Linked DNA regions of Mus musculus: region 1 is linked to region 2. A link is a contact called in public promoter capture Hi-C data. All regions are on one chromosome and are shown on one strand. The core of a region is the stretch at or near the end of the contact, and the rest is flanking DNA. Distances in the headings are between cores, read along the strand shown. Region 1 overlaps Atl1 (atlastin GTPase 1). Region 2 holds the start of Cdkl1 (cyclin-dependent kinase-like 1 (CDC2-related kinase)).

Region 1 (6,370 bases), core at 340-2,839, 130 kb before region 2:
TCTTCACTTCTCCCTTATCAAGGAAAATTCTCTTGTGAAGACCACAACAGAAAACCACACCCAATCAAACTATAGTGTTATGGAGTCCATTCCCAACGGCCACATCTACCAAACACTCCCACCCACACCCACACCCACACCCACACCCACAGCTCAGGGAACATAACGGAAAGGAAGGAAGAAAGACTGTATGAACCAGAGGACCATGGATTTTGCTGTGAGATACTATGTAATATCTCATTATAGATTATTTACTCTTTATTCATAACCCTGCCTTTTCATGGTACACACAGAAACCTGTGGTCACATCCCTAGATCCCTAGATATTATGTAATATCTCACAGCAAACTCCATGTAATATCTCCTTGTAACATCAAAAGCCACAACCATAAAGTCTCACCAACATCACTGCCCAAATAGACATTCCAAAGTGGACAGAAAAAGTTCATGAGGTCTCAGTCTTACACAATGAACTCCAAGCAACTAAGAAATGCTGACACTAGGAGGACCAGTGTTCCCTATGGAAGAGCACACCAGTAGTTATCCAGTATCAAATGGTCAGTCCTGATACAGACAACATTATACCAATTGAACATGATACACTTAAGAATATATGTATATACGTATATGAATATAACAATTAACGAGAAAAGAGGCCATGAACTTGAAAGAGATTGTGTGTTAGGTATAAGGGAGGGAGGGCTTAGTGCTGCTGCCGTGTGAGCTTCCTGGATAAGGCTCACTGTTTTTCACAGCTTTGATGGGTGTACTCTGGAGAGGCACAGCCTAAGGGGCTTTGTTCCAGAATTGCTTCTGCTACTGATGTGCCTTCTCATGTTTGTCATTGCTGTGTGTCTGGCCTGGTGTGACTAGACATGGGGAAACCTTCAATGCCTAGATAACCTAGTGTGGTTACTTCCTGAGTGAAATTATTATTGAGCAAATTTCCCTGTAGATCAACATAAAAATAAACTTTCCTGAGATAATACTGTTTAGATGAATTAAGGACTTTACAGGATTCCTGATTTGATTTAAATGGTTTAGGAAGTTAGAGTAGTGGATAGAAAGTCCAAGGAGATGGTTTAAGTTGCTGTGCCTGAAACACAGAACACAGCAGGAACTCCTTGTAGGAGTAAGCACAGCCTGCAGAGGTAGAAGCGAGCACAGAGAACGTTCAGGCATGGCAAGCACACACTTGAACTTGGAAGAGAAAAAGACTTGGGACAAGTTAGAGAGCAAAGAAAACATTTCATTCTAGGTCGGGTCTGAGTTCCTGGATCTTGTTCTCTAGGGATGTGACCACAGGTTTCTGTGTACACCATGGAAAGGCAGAGCTAGGAATAAAGAGTAAATAATCTATAATGAGTATAAGAACAGAGAGCAAATGTTGCCAGTTTAACTGAACAAGACTTCAAAAATAAGACATATGATAGATGGTGATCTGTTTCTTGGTAAATACATACTGTAGACTGGCTTGCTTAAATTCTGTTAATCAATGACAAGAGAATTCTTGCTTTGGGATTGTGTTGACCTTGTGGAGAGAACACTGGCCGGGAAATGTTTAGTGAGAGACAAGTTTCAAAGAAGCTCACAATCAATAACCCTTGTGTAATCAATAACCCTTGTGTAATCAATAACCCTTCATGTAATGACTTTAGTCTGTCTTTTTAAGAATATGTTTTGTGTTGACTGTTTTTAGAGAATGTGTAACTTGTAGTTATGAGGTAATCTTTTTTTTCACATAGAATACTCTGTCTTAGGTGCTTAAGAGAAAAAAAGTTGTTGGAGTCAACTTGTTGGAGTTTGCTTCATCCACCAAATATGTGTATATGTGTGTGTGAATGTGTGTGTGTGTGAATGTGTGTGTGTGTGAATGTGTGTGTGTGAATGTGTGTGTGTGAATGTGTGTGTGTGTGAATGTGTGTGTGTGAATGTGTGTGTGTGTGAATGTGTGTGTGTGTGAATGTGTGTGTGTGTGAATGTGTGTGTGTGAATGTCTCCCAAGATTTAAAGAGTTCAGAGTTTCTCATTGGTCACAGGGAGTGCTGGCCCCAGTGAATCAAGCTTTATTCCCTCAGAAAAAGTTTGCTAAGTGATCAATGGTTGACTTCTCATTTGACCACAGTGTACCCTGTGGTGTCGAGGCGGCAACAGCTTAGAGAGAGGAAATGAAAAAATACAGAAATTATATAAGCTGAAAAATAAAAACGATAATACTGTGCACATATAAAAAAAGAAACAGAGAAGAAGGAAAAAAAGAAAGAAAGGAAGGAAGGAAGGAAGGAAGGAAGGAAGGAAGGAAGGAAGGAAGGAAGGAAGAGGCTCTCTGCTCCTCCCTGTTCCAGAGACAGCTGCATCTTCTTGTGCGGTGCCAGCCTCGTCCCGTAGACAAAATGGTGAAGGTCGGTGTGAACGGATTTGGCCGTATTGGGCGCCTGGTCACCAGGGCTGCCGTCTGCAGTGGCAAAATCTCCGTGGAGATTGTTGCCATCAACGACCCCTTCATTGACCTCAACTACATGGTCTACTTGTTCCAGTCTGACTCCACCCATGGCAAATTCAACAGAACAGTCCAGGCCGAGAATGGGAAGCTTGTCATCAACGGGAAGCCCATCACCATCTTCCAGGAGCGAGACACACCCCCCCCCCTCGCTAACATCAAATGGGGTGATGCCGGTGCTGACTATGTCGTGGAGTCTACTGGTGTCTTCACCACCATGGAGAAGGCCGGGGCCCACTTGAAGGGTGGAGCCAAAAGGGTCATCATCTCCGCCCCTTCTGCCGATGCCCCCATGTTTGTGATGGGTGTGAACCACGAGAAATATGACAACTCACTCAAGATTGTCAGCAATGCATCCTGCACCACCAACTGCTTAGCCCCCCTGGCCAAAGTCATCCATGACAACTTTGGCATCATGGAAGGGCTCATGACCACGGTCCATGCCATCACTGCCACCCAGAAGACTGTGGATGGCCCCTCTGGAAAGCTGTGGCGTGATGGTCGTGGGGCTGCCCAGAACATCATCCCTGCATCCACTGGTGCTGCCAAGGCTGTGGGCAAGGTCATCCCAGAGCTGAACGGGAAGCTCACTGGCATGGCCTTCCGTGTTCCTACCCGAAATGTGTCTGTTGTGGATCTGACGTGCCGCCTGGAGAAACACGCCAAGTATGATGACATCAAGAAGGTGGTGAAGCAGGCATCTGAGGGCCCACTGAAGGGCATCTTGGGCTACACTGAGGACCAGGTTGTCTCCTGCGACTTCAACAACAACTCCCACTCTTCCACCTTCGATGCCGGGGCTGGCATTGCTCTCAATGACAACTTTGTCAAGCTCATTTCCTGGTATGACAATGAATACGGCTACAGCAACAGGATGGTGGACCTCATGGCCTACATGGCCTCCAAGGAGTAAGAAACCCTGGACCACCCACCCCAGCAAAGACACTGAGAGCAAGAGAGAGGCCCTCGGTTGCTGAGGAGTCCCTATCCCAACTCGGCCCCCAACACTGAGCATCTCCCTCAAAATTTCCATCCCAGACCCCCATAATAACAGGAGGGGCCTAGGGAGCCCTCCCTACTCTCTTGAATACCATCAATAAAGTCCGCTGCACCAAAAAAAAAAAAAAAAAAAAAAAAGAAAAAGAAAGGGAGGGAGGGAGGGAGGGAGGGAGAGAGAGAGAGAGAGAGGGAGAGAGAGAGAGAGAGAGAGTGAGAGAGAGAGAGAGAGAGAGAGAGAGAAAGAGGGAGAGAACCCAGTGCTGACAAGAATATGAAGCCTACAGAATGCTACTGTTTTCCATGTAGGAAGGCCAGACTGTGCAGCACATGTGTACACAGGTTCTTTCTCACAGTTGCACACCCAAAGACCCAGAAATACCATTTGTAGAAACTTATCCAAAGTAAATGAGAACCAAAAATTTATCCACAGATGTTTACAGTAGCCTTATTCATATTAGTTGAAATTTAAACAGTAAACAAATGCTCCTCAGCTGGGGATTAAATAAACAAACTAGAATATTCATACAATGGGATATTATTCATGGATGAAAGGGAATAAACGACTGATTCATGCAACATGGTTTAACCTTATAAATCTCACTTAAATGGCAATACGTTACATGGTCCCATTCGTATGAAAAGTCAGCGTAGGCTAAGTAGATTAGTGGTGGCCAGAAGTGGAGTAGACAAAATTGACTACAAAGAGAGACAAAGGTATATGGAGTAGTGTAAAGATTATACTCCGTTTACAGTCTTATAACATGACTGTACAAACTTGTCAAAGTCATAGGACAGAACACTAAAAGAATGAATTTTATATATTAAGCTTCGGTTTTTGAGTAAGAAAAGTCATTTATATGACATTATAATTGTGACACATTTGGCAATAAACTTAAGTAATATGTTGGTACACAGAGTGCAAGTTTGTAATGGGTGAGAAAGTGTTTGGATCTCAGTATTTGCAAAGTGCCATGAGATAAATGCTACTACCACACCTGTTGCATCTGACTGTGGAAATGGGAAGAGGAGCACCCAGTAAGCCATCACGATGCCAATATACTACAGCAACCAATGAAAGGTACTTCAGACCTCTAAGGAAAGTACAGAGCAGCACTACAATACAAATACAAATGTTCCCAGACTTAAAGATTCCATACTGTAAATGTGTCAACAACCCCTTTGATTTCTAGATTAGCTATAACAATAATCAAATTCTCAGCAATATTTCTTACACAAATTAACAAGTTTAGATGGAAACACAAAAAACAAAGGCCAACAAAGAAATCTTGGAAAACAAAGTTGGAGGACTTATAGCTCTAGCCATTGACATTTCAAATGCACAGTAATTAAAATATGATGATATTAGCTAGGTGTGGTGGCACGTGCTTTTAATCCTATCACCTAAGAGGCTGAGGCTAGAAAACTGCTGAGAGTTCAAGGCTAGCCTGAGCTATAGAGAACGCTCTAGTCTGATATAGGAAACACAAACAAACAAACAGGTGTAGTGGCCCATGCCTATAGCACAGTACTAGGGAAGCTAAGGCACAAAGACTGCCTCCGTTTAGGCAAACCTGAGCTACAGACTACGACTCTGTTTAACAAAAGAAAAGACAATAAAGTAGAAGAGGTAATAAAAAATGTTTAAGGATTCCAGACACACAGTGTTTCTTATTTTTATCTTATTTATAACAAAAAATATAACTGCAATAACAAGGAAGGACTTACCTTCCCAATAAATTATACAAAACAATGAAACATTTACAAGGAAATGAACCTCTGTTTCTACTTCATCATACTCAAAGCCAACTTAAACCAGAGCGAAGGATAAAACAGGAAAAACAGACAAAGATTACAAACAAGCAACTGACAAGAAACATATCAAAGGGCTCCATGTATAAGAAAAGATATCCAATGTCAGGCAAATAAAACTGAACCATATACTGATAAAGCACTTGCTTTGCAAAGATCAAGGGCGACACAACTCCTTGTTTGCATGGTTGGTCAGTCCCATACTTTCCTCTCCCCTGTATCCATTAATCTAGCTGTTCCATCATTTATCCTTCAGAAACTGTGTTCCTGACATCACCACATACTAGAATCATAAGATGTTAGGAAATCAAGCTAGTGCCAACCAGGAATCTTCATGCCTACCAGCTAGCTTTCACACCTCTGGAAGGTTCTATGCAGACTAACAAGAAAGCAATCAACAGCCTTACCTAGCTGTGTACTCTGTGAGCTGCAGTAACAACCAGGCAATAGACGTGCACTGGTGCAATAGAGAAATGAATGTTATGTGGGCAGCCAGCCACTTTCTGATCAGATATGATGCCCATTCCACAATACAGAACCCAGGCTTGGCACTACTAACTGAGCCAAACCTGTGGCTGGCTAGGTCTTATGGGAGAACGTAGTATTATCCTCCTGCTACATGTACAAAGTAATAAACTATCCCCTAAATTCTTATCCCTCTCAATCCTCATCAGAGAAACTTCTTGCAATAGATAGTAATTAATAGAGACTTACTAGTGGTCCTTACACAGAGAGTAAGATACTTTGAAGTTCTTAGTTCTGTATGGGACATCTATCTCACACCCATTTAGCCTAGGGCTCAGTACTGTCATAACAGAGAAGCAAGAAAGATTGTAAGAGCCAGATGCAGGAAACCAGTATTTGCTAGACACGACAGGGTCCTTGCACACAGACTCACATCAGCTATATGACTACATGAACAAGACCTGCACAAGATCAAGTTAGTGAAGTCCCACTCCTAGCTGGGGAGCTATTGGCAACTGACGGCTGCTGGGAGAGGGAGTCAGTTTCATAAGGACGCGGGCTCTGAGAAGCTACTCCTGTTCCAATAGATAGTCCTTT
Region 2 (6,597 bases), core at 3,719-6,218:
AAAGAGAACAGCACTGTAGATCCAACAGACAACAACGCAATGTGGAGATGCTGGCAAACTGAATCCAATAAATTCATTTATCTAGGCAAAGTAGACAAATTCACTGAACAAAAGAAACTAACAAAGCTCTCTCAAAAACAAGTAGATGTCCTTAATGGTCCTCCAATTTCTTAAGGAAGTCGAATTTGTAATTACAATTATTTCAATAAAGAAAATTCTAGGCCTATGTGGAGTTAGTAGCAAATTTTACCACACACTTAGAGGAACTCAGAATATCAACCAAAAGTAGATACCTTTTAAATACACAAGAACAAGAAATGTTGCCCAGATTATCTGTGAATCAACCTCACTAGACTAAATAAATAAATAAATAAATAATAATAAGACCACAGATTAATGTATCTCAAAAAACAAAAAATGTCTAGCAATGAAAGTAGAAAGCCACTGAGCAGTCAAAAGCAATTACCGCTCTTGCAGGGAACCCAAGTTCTCTGCACCTACCCCATGCTCACAAACATATCTCCAGTTCCAGGGGATCCAAAGTCTTCCTCCGACTTCCTTGGAGACCAAGCATGCATATGGCTCACAAACCATACATGCAGGTAATCCACTAACACATAAAATAAAAATGAATACATCTTTAAAAATCAACCAAAATTAAATATTTCTGATCTAACCCAGCAGTGTCTCAGAGTGACAGAGCACAAGGGTCTATCCGAGGAATCAAAGCTTGGTCCAGTATTTTACTAGTCAGTGCCATTCAGTGTGCCAACAGACTTAAGGCAGAAAAATCATACAGCCATCTCAATAGGCAAGGATGGGGGTGGATATGGCCATCTCAATAGGCAAGGAGGGAGTGGGAGATGGTTTGGTGGTTAAAGTGCTGCCATGAAGCATGGAGACCTGCGTTTGGATCCCCGAAAGCACGTGAATGCTGGGTGTTCTTAGCAGGCTGCCTGATGTTCCAGCCTTAAAAGGTGCAGCTGGGGCCCCACAGAGCAAGCTGGCAGTGAGACTGGCCATGTGGGTGGCTCCTTGGAGAACAAGATCGGAGAGCCACAGATGACTCCTGACTTCGGTCCTCTATTTACACACATGTATACCTGCACACATGCAAAGGTGCACACACATACTGTGCACACATGAAAATGGAAAACGAAATTGAAGTAGAGAATTTAATAAGTTCTGCACTTGCTGGTGATTTTTTTTTAAAGGAAATCAATTCTTGTTATCTAAGGAAATAGGAATTAAAGAGAACTTATTGACACTATAAAAGGGTAGTTCTATTTTTGCACAACAAATCACCCAGAGTGTAACAAGAAACATTTGTCTCTCAGGCTAGTTATCCAGGTTTGGCTCAAGTGGATCCTCCGGTCCTCTTTTTCACAGGTTAAACTGAATTTGTCAGTGGAGTATGGAGACCACCTTCCCGACTCACTCACAGGGATGCTGACAGGACTAACTTTCTCAGTTCTTCCCTGCCTCTTGGTCTGTCAGGTCCTCTCTGTGGAGTACTCGAAGCTTTCCCCAGAGCAGTGAGGGCACCCAAGGCAGAGTCACACTCTCCATCACTTTGTGGCATTCCATCACTTGGCATGTTTGAGTCCTTAAAGATAAGTCACTAGATAGATAGACATACTCTTGGGTCTGCTTCCTCAAATGGCAGATTGTGTAATTGAACGGGACTGTCAAGAAAAAAAATGGAAAGAGTGAAAGATTTCGGGATATCAAAGGTTCATTCGAAATCAAGCAAGTAACAAGTCCTAGGTGTTTCTGAGAGCGCTCAGCTGGGGTGGATTATGTCATTTCATTGCAGCCTTTGTTCGCTCTGAGCATACCATGCGCACGTTTTATTCGCTTTGAATACACACACAGTGTACACTGCCTTGCAAATACCTTCATTTGGCTCAGCAGGAGCCAACACCACCTGAAACACCTTCTGTCAGATTTAAGACTTTTGCATCTTTTAAGCACAGTGCTGTTTCTGTAAGTACTTCATGGTTTAACTGTGGGGAAACAACTGTTGTTAATGCTTTGCTGTAGTTCGTCAGCCTGTAAGTATCCAAATACTATCTCCTTAGTTTGTGTTCTTAGAACATTTGTTTTTTTCAAAATCACTGTTTGAATTACTGACTGAGTCTCTCTCTCTCTTTTTTTTTTTTTTTTTTGAATCTATTAAATGAATTTTGGCTTGGGGTTTAGAACAAATTTTCCAAGAATTTTTTAATGTCCCTAAGTATGCTACTGCGGTTCTGTATATCATAGTTATACTGTTTTGGTGCCAAGTATTATAAAATCAAGGAATTGGTCAACTTTTTTTTTTTTTCTTTTTTTTTGGTTTTTCGAGACAGGGTTTTCTCTGTATAGCCCTGGCTGTCCTGGAACTCACTTTGTAAACCAGGCTGGCCTCAGACTCAGAAATCCGCCTGCCTCTGCCTCCCAAGTGCTGGGATTAAAGGCGTGCACCACCACACCCAGCTGAATTGGTCAACTCTTAAAAACAAAGATACTCTTGCAACATCAAATGTTCTTTATAGGAAGAAAAACGAGCATATTCATTTTGTTTTTAATAAGTGATAAAATTATATAGACACCAAAGAATTAGTGTGTATGAGAGAGAGAAAAAGAGAGAGGGAAAGAGAGAGAGAGAGAGGTGCATAAGGGGTGGTATTTTTTTGAGACAGGATCTAGGCTGGCTTGAACTGCCTGTGAGGCCTGGGAATAGACTTTAACCTTCCTGGTCCTCCTACCTTTAGCTCCCAAGTGTTAGATTTACACGAATATGTCACTAGTCCTGGCTCTCCAAGAATTATTTTAAAAATAATTTTTTCATGATTTAATTTTAGAAAACGTTTGACTTGTAAGCTTACTTTATATACCTATATAACCTGAAGACAGTTAAAAGCTTCTCGTGAAAAAAAGGACAGAGTGAGCAAAGCTCAAGAAGGCCCACAAGGGCATAGCTGTCAGGAGGCAGGTCATTAAGCGTCCTCTTAGAGGCTGCCTACAGCAAGCGTAAGTGAATAAGTGAATAAACAATTAACCACCAATGTGCTTACTAGCATAAGACTGCTTTCAATAACAACTCAGAGCAGTGTGGTCTTGCCATCACACAGAAGAACCTACCCAGTGAAAAGAGAAAGTGATAAAGAAAAATCAAAATGTCCCTACTTGGTGGTCCCTATAAACAACTCTCTTAAAAGGTGAAGGAGAACATTGTCAGAGACAGGAACAATAACAGCAATCCTGTCTCCCACTGGGGGCACCTACCTGGCGAGCACAGGGTCCTGAGCTCCACCCAAGTATGGAAATTAGTAATAAGATCGCCATCTTGTACTTAATTCAATCAACTAGAGGGGTTTTGTTTGTTTGTTTGTTTGTCCTTCTGCCTTTTGCCATGTCCCAAGTGAGAACTGCAGCCCACTGGGGAAGAGAGAGGTGTTGGCGCCAAAAAATTTCCATAAGTCTCTTAGAATCCTGAAGCGAGAACACATCTATAGGGAAGGTTAAAAGTCAAATTCATATTAAAACCATTAGAAGCCATTAACCATCTATTTTAATAGCTAAATCCGCTGGTGAGATGGCTCAGCAGTTAAGAGAGCTGACTGCTCTTCCATAGGTCCTGAGTTCAAATCCCAGCAACCACATGGTAGCTCACAACCATCCGTAATGAGACCTGACGCCCTCTTCTGGAGTGTCTGAAGACAGCTACAGTGTACTTACATGTAATAATAGATAAATAAATATTTTTAAAAAATAGTTAAAGCCAAAAGGACCGCAAGGATGCCGGGCACTGGGGACATTGCAGGTGGGAAGGTAAAATGGAAAAGATAAGCTCAATGTGCAGAGGTCTCCCGCTAAGGATTTCCCCAAGAAAAATGAAGACCTGGCTTCACAGAAAGCACCATGCACGGCGTCTATAGCGGCTTCATGTATAATCACCCCACACTGGAAACAATCCAAATATCCTTCAACCAGGATTGAATAAACAAATAAATACCAGTCAGTACGTTCATACAACAGAACGCTACCCGGCAATAAACAGGAAGACACTGCTGCTAAATGCAAGATGTGTGTGGCTCTCAGATGTATTCTGTGAAGTGAGAATCTGACTCAATAAAAGCTGTGCACTGTATGTTTCCATGTACGCGATATTCTGGGCAAGGCAAAGCTATCGAGAAGACAAAAGTCAAAAAGAGTAGGCATTCACATTTGCACATGATTTCTGGGGAGGGTCCCAGACCACCACGAGTCTATTCTAGTAACTCATTATACCTCTACCCTTTGCCAGGCAGCCGTCACGCTCGGTATGCCCAGACCCAGCTTCCTCTTGAGCTCTGTGTACATTTGCATCGCACGTTCCTTGCCCCGGGTTGGCCAGGTTTCACATCGTGCGTTTTCTCTGCTGTAGCCCTGCCGCCAGCACACAAGCACCTCGGCGCCTAGCATAGGGGATGGAAGGGCTGACAAAATGTAGAGGCTGTCTGTGCGATCCTTATTTCAAGATTTCCTGCATCCATCAACTGCCACTGTCACTGTACTGAAACAGGTTCAATAAGAAGGTGATTGGGGAAAGAGTCAAGGCAATCAAAGCAGGCTCTGCACCGCCAAGACCCCACTACATGGGAGGGAAGGCCATCCTGCCTCCCTCTATTGCCTCACTCTCTCTCATTCATTTTTCGAAGCTGCAGCACCGAGCAATTGCTGTCCTCCGGGGTTCACAGGCGAGGAACGGACACCAAGGAGTGGACGTAATAAGGTATGGACCTGGTCACCCTAGCCCGAGCAGGCTGCTAGGACAGCCTGGGAGCAGGCGTTCTCCCTGCAAACTCTCCATGCTGTGATTTCCACGATTTAAACCCTCTGGACCTGCAGCGCGGGGTCAGGGACCCGGCCAAGTGGCTGCGGGTACAGCAGGGCGGAGGGCGGCCCCGCCCAACCGGCGCGGTTCCCATGGGGATCGCAGCAGTCACCCAGCCGAGCTGCAGGCTGCTGTGCTAGAGCTGGGCCGAGAGGCGCCTCAGGAGTCAGGGTGGGAGGTCCCCACAGTCCCTGCAGTTCCCGCAGTCCCCACGGGCCCGGTTGCCCAGCCGGTGTCCTCTTCCGGAGGGAATTGAGACCCGAAACTAGAACCGGGGAAGCCCTTCGCCTTCCTGGTGCTCCAGCCAGCTCAAGTGTCTTAGATCGTATGAACCATAACGTTAAAAAGATAGATTATCTTACAGCTCGGCTCGTTTTTGGATGCTGGCTACATCTTTAGCTCGAGGGAATGAAACAGACAACTGAAATTAGGTCACCCATGGCAGCCACCTGTAGACTCCCAGCCTTGACCGCGATGTCATTGCTGGGTGGGGGTGGAGTCCACACCTGGCTGATCCTTATTCTTTAACTCGCGCCTTGTTTTCTCTAGATCGCGGACGACAGCCCTTACTTGATGAGGCTCGAGAGAGGTCAGTTCATAAACGACCTTTAAAAACTATATGAAAATCCGTTCTCAAGAAGACTTGCTCCTCCTCTGTAATGGAAAAATATGAAAAAATTGGAAAGATTGGAGAAGGCTCCTATGGGGTAGTGTTCAAGTGCAGAAACAGGGACACGGGTCAGATCGTGGCCATCAAGAGGTTTCTGGAAACCGAAGATGACCCTGTCATAAAGAAAATCGCCCTTCGAGAAATCCGCATGCTCAAGGTAGCTAATTTGCTTTTTCTGTGCTAGATAGATGCTCTGGGCTGAGGCTCTGCCCTCTTCCCACACAGCCTTTGTCTTCAATGGCACAAATCAGAGTCTGTGCGCAGAGAACGGATTATGTAAGAGTAAGAAGGTGGACAGGAGAGGTGTGGGGCTCTCTTGGCGTCAACTGCAGACAGTCTTTTCACGGGTCTCTAAGAAGCAGAATTTAAAACAACTCGACTTTGCTAGAGTTTTTGAGTTTTGAGCTTCCAGCTTGTTTTCATTTTGTATTTTTAACCCATTGTCCTGTTTTCTTGGGCTATATATGCATCTGTATATGTGTGTTCATGTGTGCGCGCATAAATGTGTGTGTGTGTGTGTGTGTGTGTGTGTGTGTGTGTGTGGCATTTGGAAGCCAAAGGTTAACACTAGCCATCTTCTTCAACCATTTTCCCCCTTGTATATGGATACAGTGTCTCACTAGGATTGCTAGCCAGTGCTCTCCAGGATCTAGTACTGGGATTGCAGGTGGACAGCTGCCCTCGGGCAGCATTTATTGTGAGTGTTGGAATCTAAGCTTAGGTCCTTGGACAAAGGTGTTCATTACAAGACAAAAGTGTGTTCCCTCTTATTCTGGAAAGAGGCTTCTCTGAATTTCTCAGAGGCAATGCAGCTGCTACTGCAGGATGAGGCAGGCCATGGATGGCTCCCATGGGGAATCAACTGTGCTTCAGAAAGTGTGGCCTCGGTGTTCTGTCCAGACCCTGGCCAAGTGTATGAGTGGATGATGCTCTCAGAAGGGGTGAACTCAAATGTTTGTGCCGGTTCCCAGCTGGGGTCCTCTGCCTACTCTCCTCCACACAGCCAGTGTTGCACTCTGCTCTCGTGAGCCACTGACCATGTCCACTTTCTCAGTAGAAGCTGATA

Evidence for each region. Promoter capture Hi-C pulls out the DNA fragments that hold promoters and counts their contacts.
Region 1: a contact with region 2 is called in a promoter capture Hi-C map of liver. The contact joins the enhancer-like site here to the promoter of Cdkl1 in region 2. A contact is called at or near these places in 8 of 39 promoter capture datasets (the 3T3-L1 cell line, the HPC-7 cell line, HPC-7-derived erythroid cells and 4 more), 1 of 15 datasets of contacts at CTCF or cohesin (large pre-B cells), 3 of 115 datasets of contacts at active chromatin or transcription factors (embryonic stem cells and large pre-B cells) and 2 of 9 other capture datasets (adipose tissue and liver).

What each region holds. Positions count from the first base shown.
Region 1 is chr12:69,917,515-69,923,884 of GRCm38.p6, reverse strand. All of the region lies in intron 2 of Atl1 (atlastin GTPase 1), which reads right to left. It also overlaps the pseudogene Gm6316. Among named protein-coding and RNA genes, the nearest start is that of Map4k5, 28 kb to the right of the region's middle. Within about 2 kb of position 1,589, at least 4 of the 459 cell types and tissues checked have an H3K27ac peak or open chromatin away from gene starts, as enhancers often do. A contact at or near this core is called in liver, where this site is marked.
Region 2 is chr12:69,789,078-69,795,674 of GRCm38.p6, reverse strand. Cdkl1 (cyclin-dependent kinase-like 1 (CDC2-related kinase)) reads left to right here and starts at 4,968. Exons shown (of 10, transcript NM_183294.2): 1 at 4,968-5,032; 2 at 5,411-5,688. The coding sequence starts at 5,521. It overlaps 4930512B01Rik (RIKEN cDNA 4930512B01 gene), which reads right to left and starts at 5,331. Exons shown (of 8, transcript NR_033573.1): 1 at 5,224-5,331.